2 separate regions of the Macaca mulatta genome follow, and region 2 is linked to region 1. A link is a contact called in public Hi-C data. All regions are on one chromosome and are shown on one strand. Each heading gives the region's core, a stretch centred on a gene start, on an enhancer-like site or on the middle of the called end of the contact. The rest is flanking DNA. Distances are from core to core; before and after follow the strand shown. Region 1 overlaps BRD4 (bromodomain containing 4). Region 2 holds the start of AKAP8 (A-kinase anchoring protein 8).

Region 1 (6,101 bases), core at 1,215-3,714:
GTGGGGGACAGGCCATCATCCCAGTTCTCAGCCTCAGGGCTGGGACTGGCCCTGCCAGCATCCCAGCTCATCTGCCTGGCTCACAGGCAGGTAGACTCAGAACCCACAGGAGGTGGAGCCTGAGCCAGAACTGAGGGGGAGAACTGATGGAGAGGGCTGGGCCCAGCTCATCATGATGACACAGTACAGGAGCTCGTCAAACGGACACAGCACTGTTCTTTGCTCTGCCTGCCCCATGTTTGGGACTCCACTCCCAGAAGAAGACACACGTAGTTAAGTTTTAAAACCAAAAAGGTCTCAAAACACTATGGTGAAAATGTCGGCACTTACAGCGTGCCTCCCACACAGAGGAGATAGCAAGGCCTTCCCCACCACAAAGAGGCTGGCAAGGCCGCCAAGTCCCAAACTCTCATGGAGCATCTACTGTGTGGGCAAGGTACCCGGGGCCCCGGGCAACCAAGGCCAGAGGGCTTGTCTTGCTTTTCCTCAGACTAGGGGAAGGGGTAGCACAGCCATCCACAGCCACAATGGCCAAGCACAGGGTCTCAGAGCACGTCCCACAGTGGCCAGCAGGGGGCGCTCAGTTTCTTCGAGTTGACAGGAAAAGCCCACGCAGCCACCGTTCCAGGCCTAGGCCTCCTCTTGGACTGGAAAGGCTAGGAAGGCTCTGATGTGGAGGGACAGCCTGCCCACCTTGTCCCTCCACTCAGGCACATCTCGCTCACCTTGATTGTGCTCATGTCCATGGGGTGCTTGATGATGTCACAGTAGTCGTGCAGGCCCAGCGCCTCCACGTCCACAGGCTTGTAGAAGGGCCAGGCATAGGCGGCGTGCTTCTTGGCAAACATCTCCTTGAGGATGCCGCTGCAGCACTTGAGCTGCTCTGAGACCTTGCTGCTCTTCTCTGGCGCTGGGTGCTGCTGAGAGTCGGGCACGTCCTTCTTTGGAGGTTTCACAGGCCGGCTGCTCTCCCGCCGCTGGCCCAGCTTGGTGGTCTTGGGCTCCGGGGGCAGTGAGGGTGGCTCGTGAATGGGGTCGATGGTGGTGGGGGTGGTGGTGTCTGCTTTCCTCTTCACTCCTTTCTTTGTCTGCCAAGAACACGGACGCCAACAGGCACAGTCAGAAGTGGCAGCCAGCACAGCTGCCCTCAGGGTCACCCCCAAAGCCATGCCCTGTCTAGGGGCCCGACATTCACGCAGGATGGACCCAAAGATAACTGCACAGGCAAAGGGCCAAGGACAGGCAGACGGTGTCCCACCACTCTGCTCTGCAGCTGGGACAGGACCTGCCTGTGGCAGGAGAAAGCATAAAACTGTGTGCTCACTTGGAAGCCAAGGGACCTCTGGAGGCTGCTTACTACCTAACACTAGGGCCTCTTCCCAAGTGCCCAGGGGAGGCACAATTCAGAGACTATTTAGATGGCACATCTGCAAATATGTACAGTCTAAATTAGAGAGGGGCAGGGGGGCAGGAACCCACTAGGAGGTGTGACACAATTATGGGATCTTTTGAGTCAGCAGGGCAGCTGCTTCTGGGCTGCAATTTCAACACAGCAAGATCTCCCCAGAAACACCCACCAGTGCCCAGGACCCAGGACAGGCTTTGTGTAAAGCATGGGCAAGGACAGGGTTGCTCTCCTCCCTGGTGACAGCAGCCCTCCAGAGTCCAGGACACTCACCTTCACAGGCTGTGGGGTGGCTGCGATGATAGGTGGGTGGCTCTGTACAGGCTGGGGAGCTGGAGCGGGTGGGGGTTGTGGCTGGGGGGGCACCGGCGGGGGTGTCTGCAGTGGCTGGGGAGGCACCACTGTCATGACAGGGGTCTGGACGATGAGGTCTGGGGTGACGGCAGGGAAGGGGTGAGGCGTGGCCTGCACAGGAGGAGGATTCGGCTGAGGGGTCTGGGTCTGCGGAGGAGTTGATGCTTGAGTTGTGTTTGGTACCGTGGAAACGCCAGGTTTTGCTGTCCCTACGAATCATAAGAAGACAGGGAGTTACAGGCCATGCTAACGTCCACACGCTGGTTGACCTTGTGGGGACACACAGCACACACAGTGAGCGCACATCTGCGTGCTGCATTTGCCTGAGAGATGAACATCCCAGACTCCACTCTGCCAAACCCGTCCACCTGTCCCTGGGGCTCAGAGAACAGCAGAAAACCGCACTTCTCATTTCCTAGGGCGTCCTGGCTGCAACTCCCAACTCAGGCACAAAGACCCCTTCATGAAGCCTGGAGGCCTAGGCTCAAGGAGCAGGAAGCACACGCTGACAGGGGACAGAGAGCGGGAAAACACTCAGAGCTTCCAGGCACAGCTGCCCTTGTTCCCAGAAGCACTGCCTTCTGAGTAAGAGCTTCTGGCAGGGAGCCGGCAGTAGCTGCCCTCGCCAAGGTTTCTGGAAACTGGCAGACCCCCACCTCCTCAAGCCACAGGGGGCAGCTGGACTGTTGCCATTCATGACTGCCTCCGGCGCTGCCTCCCAGCAGCTGTGCAGGGAGTCCAAACACACAATGGTCACGTGGCTCACCCAACCAGCTGCAAAAAGTGAGGGATTATGGTCAGAGCTCTAACAAGAGCGGATGGCCCAGGGTGCGAATGCCTGGGAGCATAACCTGGGCCACCACATCCTTCGTGTGCATGCTGGCTGCCATGAAAATGGACAAAGACACCCAGTGCCCTCATCTACCAGCTCAAGCAACACCCATGTTCTCTGTGCATCTCAAGGAGCAAGGGTGAAATTCCGCTGAGTTTCCCATTTCTCATTCCCCCGGCACAACTGCTGGACTTCTTCCAGACTGGAACAGGAGGTGCCACCAAGTCTGTCTGCCCAGTGTGCAGCCCAAACCCCTGGTCCCAGGGAGTGAGGACCAATATCCTCATGTAAGGATAAGGGATGTGACTTACATGAGGATCAGGGATGTGATCTGATATGTACAAGAGCCACAGGGTGACATGTGAGACTAGTTCTCCTTATTTACCTTTGGGTGCAGCAGGGGATGCAGCAACCCCCTTTCTGCCACCACTTCAGAACAGCATGGGAAGCCAGGTGAAAGGCTGCTGCTCAGAGAAGCAAACAACTCACACTCAGGGACCACCTTGCAAATGTCACCCTTCTGCAGCATGGAGTTGCAAAGGACAAGATGTGGACAGTAGCTGCTGGTTTCCTAGACAGAATCATTTCCTGGAGTGCGCAGCTCTGCCAGCTGGCCCCTGGAACCCTGTGTCAGTTGGGGGTGGTGACAGGCAGAAATGGATGCGGAGGGCTTTCATTTCAGATGACTGAGCATCAGAAGCAGGGATAGCTCTGACACCAGTGCATTAAGGTAATTCCAATTCCCAACCTCAAGGTTTAGAACTGAGAGTTAGTTAAAATGATTTCTGGTCATGTTAATGTCCTTAAAATGGAAAAGTAAAAACCACCTATGATACTGGTAGGGTCAAGTGTTCAAAAAATGTCAAAGTGCTTTGAAATGTTACACTTTCTTTTTATCGTAAATCCATCACCTACCCTCAGAAAAGGCAGGGCCCAATTATTTCTGCTTAGAAGAGGCCACAGGGCCACATGACCCTGTGGGATGGATCCAACACCAAACCCAATCTCACATGTCCAAACACGGCATGCAGTATATAATGTCACCATCTTCCTGCCACTCCCAGCCCCCCACCGAACTTGGAAAAGGGACAAAGGTCGGGGAGAAAGCCAATTTACTTGCTATTTCAGTACTCTACCTGCTTCTTTCCTCCCACGTCCTCTTCCTTTTGCCTGGACTATCATGATCTCGGTTTCTTCTGTGGGTAGTTCATTTATTTTTTGCAAGAAGAGCTTTTCCAGAGCTTCTGCCATTAAGACTATGTCATCTCCAGGCTGGATAAGGAGACACAGGGGTAGAGTCAGATGGCCCTCCCCTCCCCACCTTTGTAGACAGGGCACCCCATGCCACCCCCTGCCCCCAAAGCATGAAGCGTCGTATTCCGGGTCCTTCCCCGATCTGCACCCAAAGGAGCCACAATGGCTACACTACCAGGTATCACAGAGGCTTGTGTTCCCACAGGTGTGCTGAGCCTACACTTGTCTACCTACACCTCCCTCATCTTTTAAGCTCTGGCCTGTCTGAGAAGCCATCCTAATGCCTTAAGCATCTGCCAAGCTCAGCCAATCACTGAAAGGGGCCCTCCTTTGACACAATTCAGTTTCACCAGAAATACTTGAATGACACAGGATTTCTTGCCATGATACATTAGCAGGGCCCCAGCAATGCTCCCCAATGTACCCCCATGGCAGCTTACCAGGACTCTGGGCACTGCACATCTCACACTAGTTTAGGGGTCCCACTCTTGTCACCTCATCTATAACATGCTGTTCCCACTCAGTTCTAAACTGAGAGCCTGGTCTGCACATTTTGCTCAAACCTAAGTGGTGAGAGCTGAGACTTTAAAAAACACAGTAAACTTCAAGAAACTCACCTACCCATCTCTTCTGGGCATTTTTACCCACTACACCAGCAGAGGTCAAAAGCTGAGTTCTGTATAGTGTCTCCCTCCAGAGTCGTTCTATTTGAAAGGGTTGATTTTAATCACATCTGTGGTCTGAACTGTAAACAAATGATCTGGCTTCATGGCACAGCCGAGCCGAAAGGTTTGGCTACGGGGTTAGGAAGTGACCTTCAGGTCTACATGTAGGATCGGGGGGACACTTCATCTATGGCCAAGAGTTATCGACAGTCATGTCCACAGTTCCAGCAGACCATCACCCACAGAGCAACTGAGCTCTGCGCCGGCCCCATCACACCCTCTCTCACGTGGAGGTCTGTTTGGGCACACCTCTGCACAACTACATTTTAGCAGGCTCTTTCCTAACAATTTACATCACCCAAATGGACTTTGTCATGAGTCGCCACTATTCTCCTCACGCCTTCTCTACTAGACATGCTCAGGAACCAAAATCCCAAGGGCACCAGAAGCACATGCTTCAGGCTAACAAGGACAGCTTGCAAGTTCAACATGGCTAGCACCCTCCTCCCAGCAAAAAAGCCCATACCCAGCCACAGGCACAACCACAGGTCTCATTACCTCTACCTCCAAGGGTCTCCTCTTGCCAGACTCGAAGCCCAGCCACACCCAACACCCCTGCCCACGGGCTCCTGACATGCCCACTGCCGTCGCCTCTCCTCCACTCTCCCCAGGGCAGCTGGACACCCACCCCCATATCTCACCTTGTTGTAGATGTAACAATTTGTAAACATAGTGTTGAAGTCCTGGATACATTCCTGAGCATTCCAGTAATAGTTGTTTTCCAAGCGCTTCTTTATTGTTCCCATATCCATAGGCGTTTTAATGATCTTATAGTAATCCTGGAAAGCAGAGAGCAGAAGTCCAGTGTCACCTAGGCAGCCAGGCAGCACAAATGCTGGGCTGGCCAGGCTGGCCTGGGGACCTCACCCTTGGCTGCTCCACAGGTAAATCCACGGGAACCACAGCTCCTACTGGTATCAGCAAGTGATCTCGAGGGGGAACACCAAAATAAAGTGGAGTGGAGCAGGGAAGGGTTCCTGAATGCTGGAGAGTAATTCAGAGGGAAACATACACGTTTCCAACTGCTCTATCTTGGAACAGGTTGCCTTTACTGAAATGCACGTTTTTTTCTTTTTATAGATGCTAAAATATTTTCACTTTTAATAAATAAGGGGGAAACCAGGGAGCCTTTTAAAAAGCAATCCTCACCTAGTAAGAGAATCCATGGCAGGTCCTACTTGTCCCCACCATTTGAAATTTTACATGTCCATAAAATGCAAATTTCCCTGGCGCCAATGCTGGAGCCCACTCTTAACCCTTGGCCCTGGCACTCCTGCCTCCTTGTCACCATGAAGAGCTGCGGAGCATAAGCTTCCACCCTTAGTCAAGTTCACTGGACTTATGTTTCTTTCACTTGCACACAGTCTACCACTAAGGATTCTTTAGTATCCAGATACAGTTGAACGACCACGTTAACTGCCAAATGACAAATCTGGACAGCCTTTACGATCCTTAGTTTAAAAAAAAAAAAAAAAAAAAAAAAAAAAAAAAAAATTGGCCATCCCAACCCTCAAACCTTCAGATCTTACTC
Region 2 (6,101 bases), core at 1,181-3,680, 110 kb after region 1:
GTTAAGATTCTATTTGTCACACCAGAGAACGGGTCCTTTTAGGGGTACTCCTAAATGGATCTCCTTACAGTTCAGTGTCAGCCTTACAAGAAGGAATACCCCCCCCAACACACAAAAAAGCCACCCCACAGCTGGCTAACGGCATCATCGCATTCCACTTGGCTGAGATCAAAGCAGAAAAAGAAGGGTGGGAAGTGGGCTTGGAGGTCAGCTCCGCCTGCAGAGGGACCTTGGCCAAGTACCTCACCCCTCCAAGAGTCCATCCACAACTGAGGCTAACACAAGACAATCCATTCAGCATGAGGACACATTCCCCCACCCACCACACAGCCAGGAAACCAGTTCCGACTACTATCACAAGTACCCTGTAACTGAGAACGAGCATGGGAATTTGGTGACATAAACTGCATCTCTCTAAGCCGCACTTCCTATCACTTTTAAGCCCTCCACGGATCCCCTGGACCTTTAAGTCCCAGGGCCTTGGCCTGGCCCTAAGGCATCAGACTGCACTCTTCGACCCTCCCAACACCCCCCACCCACTATGGGATCTGTCTGGTCCCTCCAGGAAGGAGGATGGGAACTGTGTTCTCTTCATTTCTGTGTCCCTGGGGCCCAGCACTCAGCTGCGCGCGGGTGGCCACCATGCCTGTTAAATGACTTCACTTTGATGAGGCAGGAACATACCCATGTCTCCCTCACCAGAAAAAGCCCCGCCGCTAAGTGCCTAGTGTGTGCCGATACACTGCAAGCACCCAGCAAACCCTGTTGTCCCGAAGGCCATTCAGAGACAAGGGAGCTAGGCTCATGGGTTACGAGACTTGACCCAGTCATAACCGCTGAGTTTTGCCCTCTGCTATGCTATGCCTTCCCCTCCGTCATACCGCAAAGCCTTCTAAATTTGCATCCGTGCAACAGAAAGGCAGACTGCAGATTCTAACAGCAAGTAACCAACCTCGAGAGGCCGCTTCCCTGTGAAGCTCTAGTGTAAGCAGCACGCATTATTAACCTTAAAACGCTCCCCGAAACACAAGAAATCGGGGAAGCTGAACTATCTCCACTGTGTCTGAAAGGTTTTCGGGAGGTAGGAAAAGGGGATTTAAAAAACCTCTCCAAACTACGACTGAAAAAGACAATACCGGCAGAAAAGATCTGATGGGAAGGAAAGGAGAGAATGGTGAAATCTACCCAGGCTGTGGCAGACCAGGAGAGCCTTCGCTAGGACCCGGAAGACACCAAAGCACACCGCGCACGCTGCCGCCTCAGGACCGACCGCTCTCCTGTCTCTGCAATTTCTGGTGATAGGATAATTTTGCCCTGCCACTTCTCAAGATCGACAACTTCTTGAGCTCCTGCAGCCAGGATCAGACCACTAGCTTCTCTACACCCAGTCGAGCTCCACCCAGCGTGTCCCAACTATCCCCTGTGGGCAAACTTGGCTCCCAGAAGGCTCTGATTCCAGAGGCGGGGAGCAGGAAGCTCGAGAAAATCGGCCCTACTGCAGGCCAAGCGCTAAAGCCAAGCGGGGAAAGGACACGTTCCCTCTTGCACAACCCCTTGGCCCCTCCAAGCCACCGCAACGCACTGCCTACATGAGAATGGCCAATCTGTCACCAGCCCCAGGGCACAATCAGGTTTCCAGCTTTATACAAACACTCAGCATCTGCCCCTCACCATCCTGTCCCACGCCAGCACGCGCCGGCTACAGAGCTGGAGCCCAGCGAGGCTGACTCCCGCGCCGGCCGCACTCGGCCTCAATACGCAGCACCGGGGATTAAAGGCCCGACCCCGCGCAGCCCGACGGCTTCCGGGACAGGCGCCCTGGGCCTTGGGAGCCCAGCAGAGGCCCCACCCGGCCCCGAAGGCCTAGGGCAGGTCAGGAGAGGCGGCCCCAGCGGTCCACCCGTGGCCCCAGACCCAGCGCCCGGAGCCCGACCTCAGGACCCCACGCTGTAGCTCCGCCCCCTAGCGCCGCCATTTTGTGGCGTCTTCGGAAGAGGAAGCCGGGAGTGCAAACCCCGGGGTCGCCGGGGGCCGGAAGGGCCCCGCCGAAGGTGAGGGACAGAAACGGCCCGCACAGCCCAAGGCGCCCCCCATGAAGCCCACCGCGGCGTCTGCCCCAACCCCGAGTCCCGCCCGCCTCTTCGGGCCCTGGCGGCCAATCCGCACGCAGCGCCCCGGGAGCGACGGCGCCAAAGCCCAATGAGCGGCGCGCGCGCGCGCTCTGGCCGCCTCTCTGCAGGGCCCGGCTGCGGCAACCACACTCCGGACGAAGGCCCGGCCCGCGGCCGTCTGCGCAGCGGCTGCGTGGCTCGCACTCAGCCTTCGCTACCTACTCTGCACCCAGCAGCCTACACAAACCTCCGTAGCCCTGGTCCATGTCTTCAACGCGGCCCACCAGCAGCCCCTTTTACTAGGAGACCACAGCACGCATGCGTTCAACGCACCTCCGCCGTCGACTACTGGAAGACTAGGCGCACACGTCACTACTTCCGCGCGCTCCCATTGGCTGGCATTCACGAGGGTCCGCCCTCACCGTCCCAGCTAGCCTTTCGGGCTGCGAAGCTCCACCTCCGCAGCCTGTCGGGAGTTGTGGTCCCGCAGCGGTGCCCGAGGGCCCGGCCCGCGCGAATGCGCGCCCCGCCTCTCGGCCCGCGCCCCGCCCGGCCCGCGCGGCACCGTAACAGAGAAACCGGGAGGTGGGATGGGAAAACTTTATTAGGTTTGGCTTCCAGCTTCGGCCACGCGGGCCCCGCCCGCCCCGAGCTCGGGTCACGGGACGCCCCCGCCGCCCTCCTCGTCGTCCTCAACGTCGAGGCCCGGGATGCCGCGGATCTGGCGTTGCAGCGCCCCTCCCAGCAAGGGCACGGCGCCCTCCTCCTCCTCCTCTGGGGGCGGCGGCGGTGGCGGCGACACGGCGCCGGGGGCTGGCTCTGGGGGCACGGGAGGCTGCACCGGCGCGCCCTCTGCACCCTCCGAGACCCCTGCCGCTTCGCCCTGTGCCCCCTCGTCCAGGGCACCGCCCTCAGCCTCCTCCTCGGGGCTGTCGGTGAAAGGGTTCTCGCCCTGTGGGGAGGGGCGCGGACACTGAAGTGAGGGAGCACAGGCAGGGACTGAGGTGGGGACAAGCCCAGGCCAGGACCAGCGCCTCACCTTCAGGTAGCGCTCCAGCTTCTTGCTGATGAGCTTGTTGTTGAGAATACTGCGGGCCACCATGAGCGAGGACTTCTTGGACTGCTCCATCATGAGCTGCGGGCAGGGCAGAAGGGGCTGGAGAGGCTGCTCTGAGTGCCCTACAAGTTCCCGCCCCGACCCTGCCAGTTTAGAGGGACGCCCCCCTGCCCCTCCACCCACGCTTCCACCCGCTTCCACCCGGAGCGCAGCCCCACCAACGGAGGGCCACTCTACAAGCATGGAACCACAACCTATCTGATCTTTGTTCAAATTCCTTCTCCTTCCACACCACACTTACTGTAGGTAATTAAAAATACAGATCTATAGATCTCTATATATCTTTACGGCTGTATTACAGAAATCTGATTTGCTTACAAAAAAGCTATAAGCAGTGAACAAATTAAGAAACTAAGAGCCAAAGGTGCAACCCATAACAAGGTGCCAACTAGGCTAATAGGCAAGGAGCACTTTGGGACCAACGGGGAGGGTATAAAAGCAGGAACAGATATTTAATCAAACATGTCTTTTTAACCCACAGAATTCCAAGAATGAAGAATTATTCCCAGTCATGCAAGGTTGAAGAGACACTTCTATGCTGCTGGGAGGATCAACTGTTTCCATATTTTTTGGAAAGCAGTTTGACAGAATGTATGAAAAGTAAAAATCTGTTTCATTAATCCCTTCCCAGAACCTATCCTAAATTTAAGAATTGGAAACATACGTGCACACTGATTGTAGTGGTGAAAAATGGGAAAACACCTAAACGTTCCTCAGTGCAGAAAAGGTTAAATAAATTGTACATTCAAAAGAACGTCATGCAGCCCTTCAAATCGGGCTCATCTCTCCAATGGCAAAAGAAAGGTGTATAATATAGTACTGTCTGCAAAGCATGCCAGAGCCATTTTGTCTGGAAGGATTTCCGTCAGTATGCGGGGCCATTTCCTCATGGTGGGAGTACAGGCAAATCTCACTTTGATCATTATAAAAACCGTAAGCTAAAAGGAGGATATTTTTGGCGGGGTGGGAGAGCCCACTGAGTCCCGCCCACTCCATTTACATGTTTCAGAAAGCCTTCTCACTTGCTGCTTCTACTCTCTCCATCTTCATTTTTTTTTTCCTTAGCACGTTTTCTCTACTACTGGAGGAAAATATTAACAGACATCATACATGCTCATAACAAACTAAAGATACACAATTAGGATACTACTATAGACCGTTCCTCAGTGACTCTTTCTCACTTGCCAACACTTTATCCTCCTAGCTCTGGATGCCCAGATGACCACACCATAAATTCTCCCAACTGAGGCACATTTATATTGCTTCCACATTTTCTCCACAATAACCCAGCAACACCAGAATAAACCTGTACACTTCCATGCTGGTGCTTTTAATTCTAACCAGGTTTGGTTTCAAAGTGATAGTGCCCAATTAACTGCAAAACATTTCCAAGTCATGCTGCTTCCACCTGTGTTAAAAACAGTGACCTGGTCCTCCTGCCTGCCCATCAGCACTGGATGTTGTCACTGTGGGGTATTTTTGCTGTGAATGAAAGACAGAAGAATCTGTGCTGCTGCTTCCCACGGCATTTCCCTGTCCACCGGCAACTGAGTGCTCTGGTAAGCACACTGGACCACCCGCCCAGAGTCTGTAGTTTTCTAACTATTTTCTCATCTTGGTTTTATTTTTCACATTTAAATTTTCTTTTTTTTTTTTTTAGACAGTCTCGCTCTGTCACCCAAGCTGGAGTGCAGGGGCTCTCAGCTCACTGCAACCTCCGCCTCCTGGGTTTAGGCAATTCACATGCCTCAGCCTCCTGAGTAGGCGCGCACGCACCACCAGCTGATTTTTTGTTTTTTTAGTAGATACAGTGTTTTCCTATGTTGCCCAGGCTGGTCTTGAGCTCCTGAGCTCAGGACCTCCACCCATCTCAGCTTCCCAAAGTGTTAGGATTACAGGCATGAGCCACCACGCCTAGCCAAATTTTCTAGAATTTGATACAGATTGAGTATCCCTTATCCAAAGTGCTTATGACCAGAAGTCTTTCAGATTTTGGAATATTTGCATTATACTTACCAGGTGAGCATCCCTACTCCAAAAAACCCAAAATCTGAAATGCTTCAATGAGCATTTACTTTGTCATGTCTGTGCTGAAAAAGTCAGATTTTACTGGGCACAGTGGCTTGTGCCTGTAGTCTCAGCTACTCTCATGAGGCTGATGCAGGAGGATCGCTTGAGTTCAGGAGTTCAAGGCTATAGTGTGCAATGATTTCACTTGTGACCAGCCACTGCACTCCATCCTGCACAACATGGCAAGACTCAATCTCTTAAAAAAAAAAAAAAAAAAAGTTTTGGATTTCAGAGTGTTTCAGATTTTCAGATGAAGGATGAACTCAATCTATATGTGTTATGAGGTAGAGGGTCCAAAATTTTCTTTTCCAGAAATGTACAAAACAAACCATTATTTCCCTACCAAATTGGAATAGAGTTCTATAATCCCTTATCTATAAACTGGAAATCCAAAAGGCTCTAGAAAACAAGTTTTCCCCCAAAATTCCTTTGGTGGCTTTTATATGAACTGACATTACATTTTAATGTATTCCATTTATATATATGTCTTGTGAAGAATTATTCATGACTCATCTACAAGGCACTTTCCCCAGATCCTTTTGGAGAGGTTAGTGCTAATACCATATTGTCTTTCTTTTTATTTTAGAGATAGGGGTCTCACTCTGTTGCCCAGCCTGCACTGCCATTGTGTGATCATGGCTAACTGCAGCCTCAAACTCCTGGGCTCAAGTGATCTTCCCACTCTAGCCTCTTGAGTAGCTGGGACTATAGGTACTCACTCACCACCATGCCTGGCTAATTTTTTATTTTTTGTAGAGACGAGGTCACACTATGGTCAGGAGCTCCAGGGCTCAAGCAATTCT

Evidence for each region. A called contact is a pair of places that touch in the nucleus more often than the background predicts.
Region 2: a contact with region 1 is called in a Hi-C map of fetal cortex germinal zone, with 3 times the contacts expected there. The contact joins the promoter of AKAP8 here to the enhancer-like site in region 1. A contact is called at or near these places in 6 of 14 Hi-C or Micro-C datasets (CD4 T cells, blood, fetal cortex germinal zone and 2 more).

The regions. Positions count from the first base shown.
Region 1 is chr19:15,847,962-15,854,062 of T2T-MMU8v2.0, forward strand. It overlaps BRD4 (bromodomain containing 4), which reads right to left. Exons shown (of 20, transcript XM_077978092.1): 3 at 5,212-5,349; 4 at 3,728-3,863; 5 at 1,679-1,968; 6 at 726-1,088. The region is part of intron 2 of LOC144336816 (a long non-coding RNA gene); the gene reads left to right. Among named protein-coding and RNA genes, the nearest start is that of EPHX3, 33 kb to the left of the region's middle. Within about 2 kb of position 2,465, at least 7 of the 40 cell types and tissues checked have an H3K27ac peak or open chromatin away from gene starts, as enhancers often do. A contact at or near this core is called in fetal cortex germinal zone, where this site is marked.
Region 2 is chr19:15,962,310-15,968,410 of T2T-MMU8v2.0, forward strand. It overlaps AKAP8 (A-kinase anchoring protein 8), which reads right to left and starts at 2,431. Exons shown (of 13, transcript XM_077978119.1): 1 at 2,359-2,431. AKAP8L (A-kinase anchoring protein 8 like) reads right to left here. Exons shown (of 14, transcript NM_001260986.2): 13 at 3,151-3,246; 14 at 2,699-3,063. The coding sequence ends at 2,770. All of the region lies in intron 2 of LOC144336816 (a long non-coding RNA gene), which reads left to right.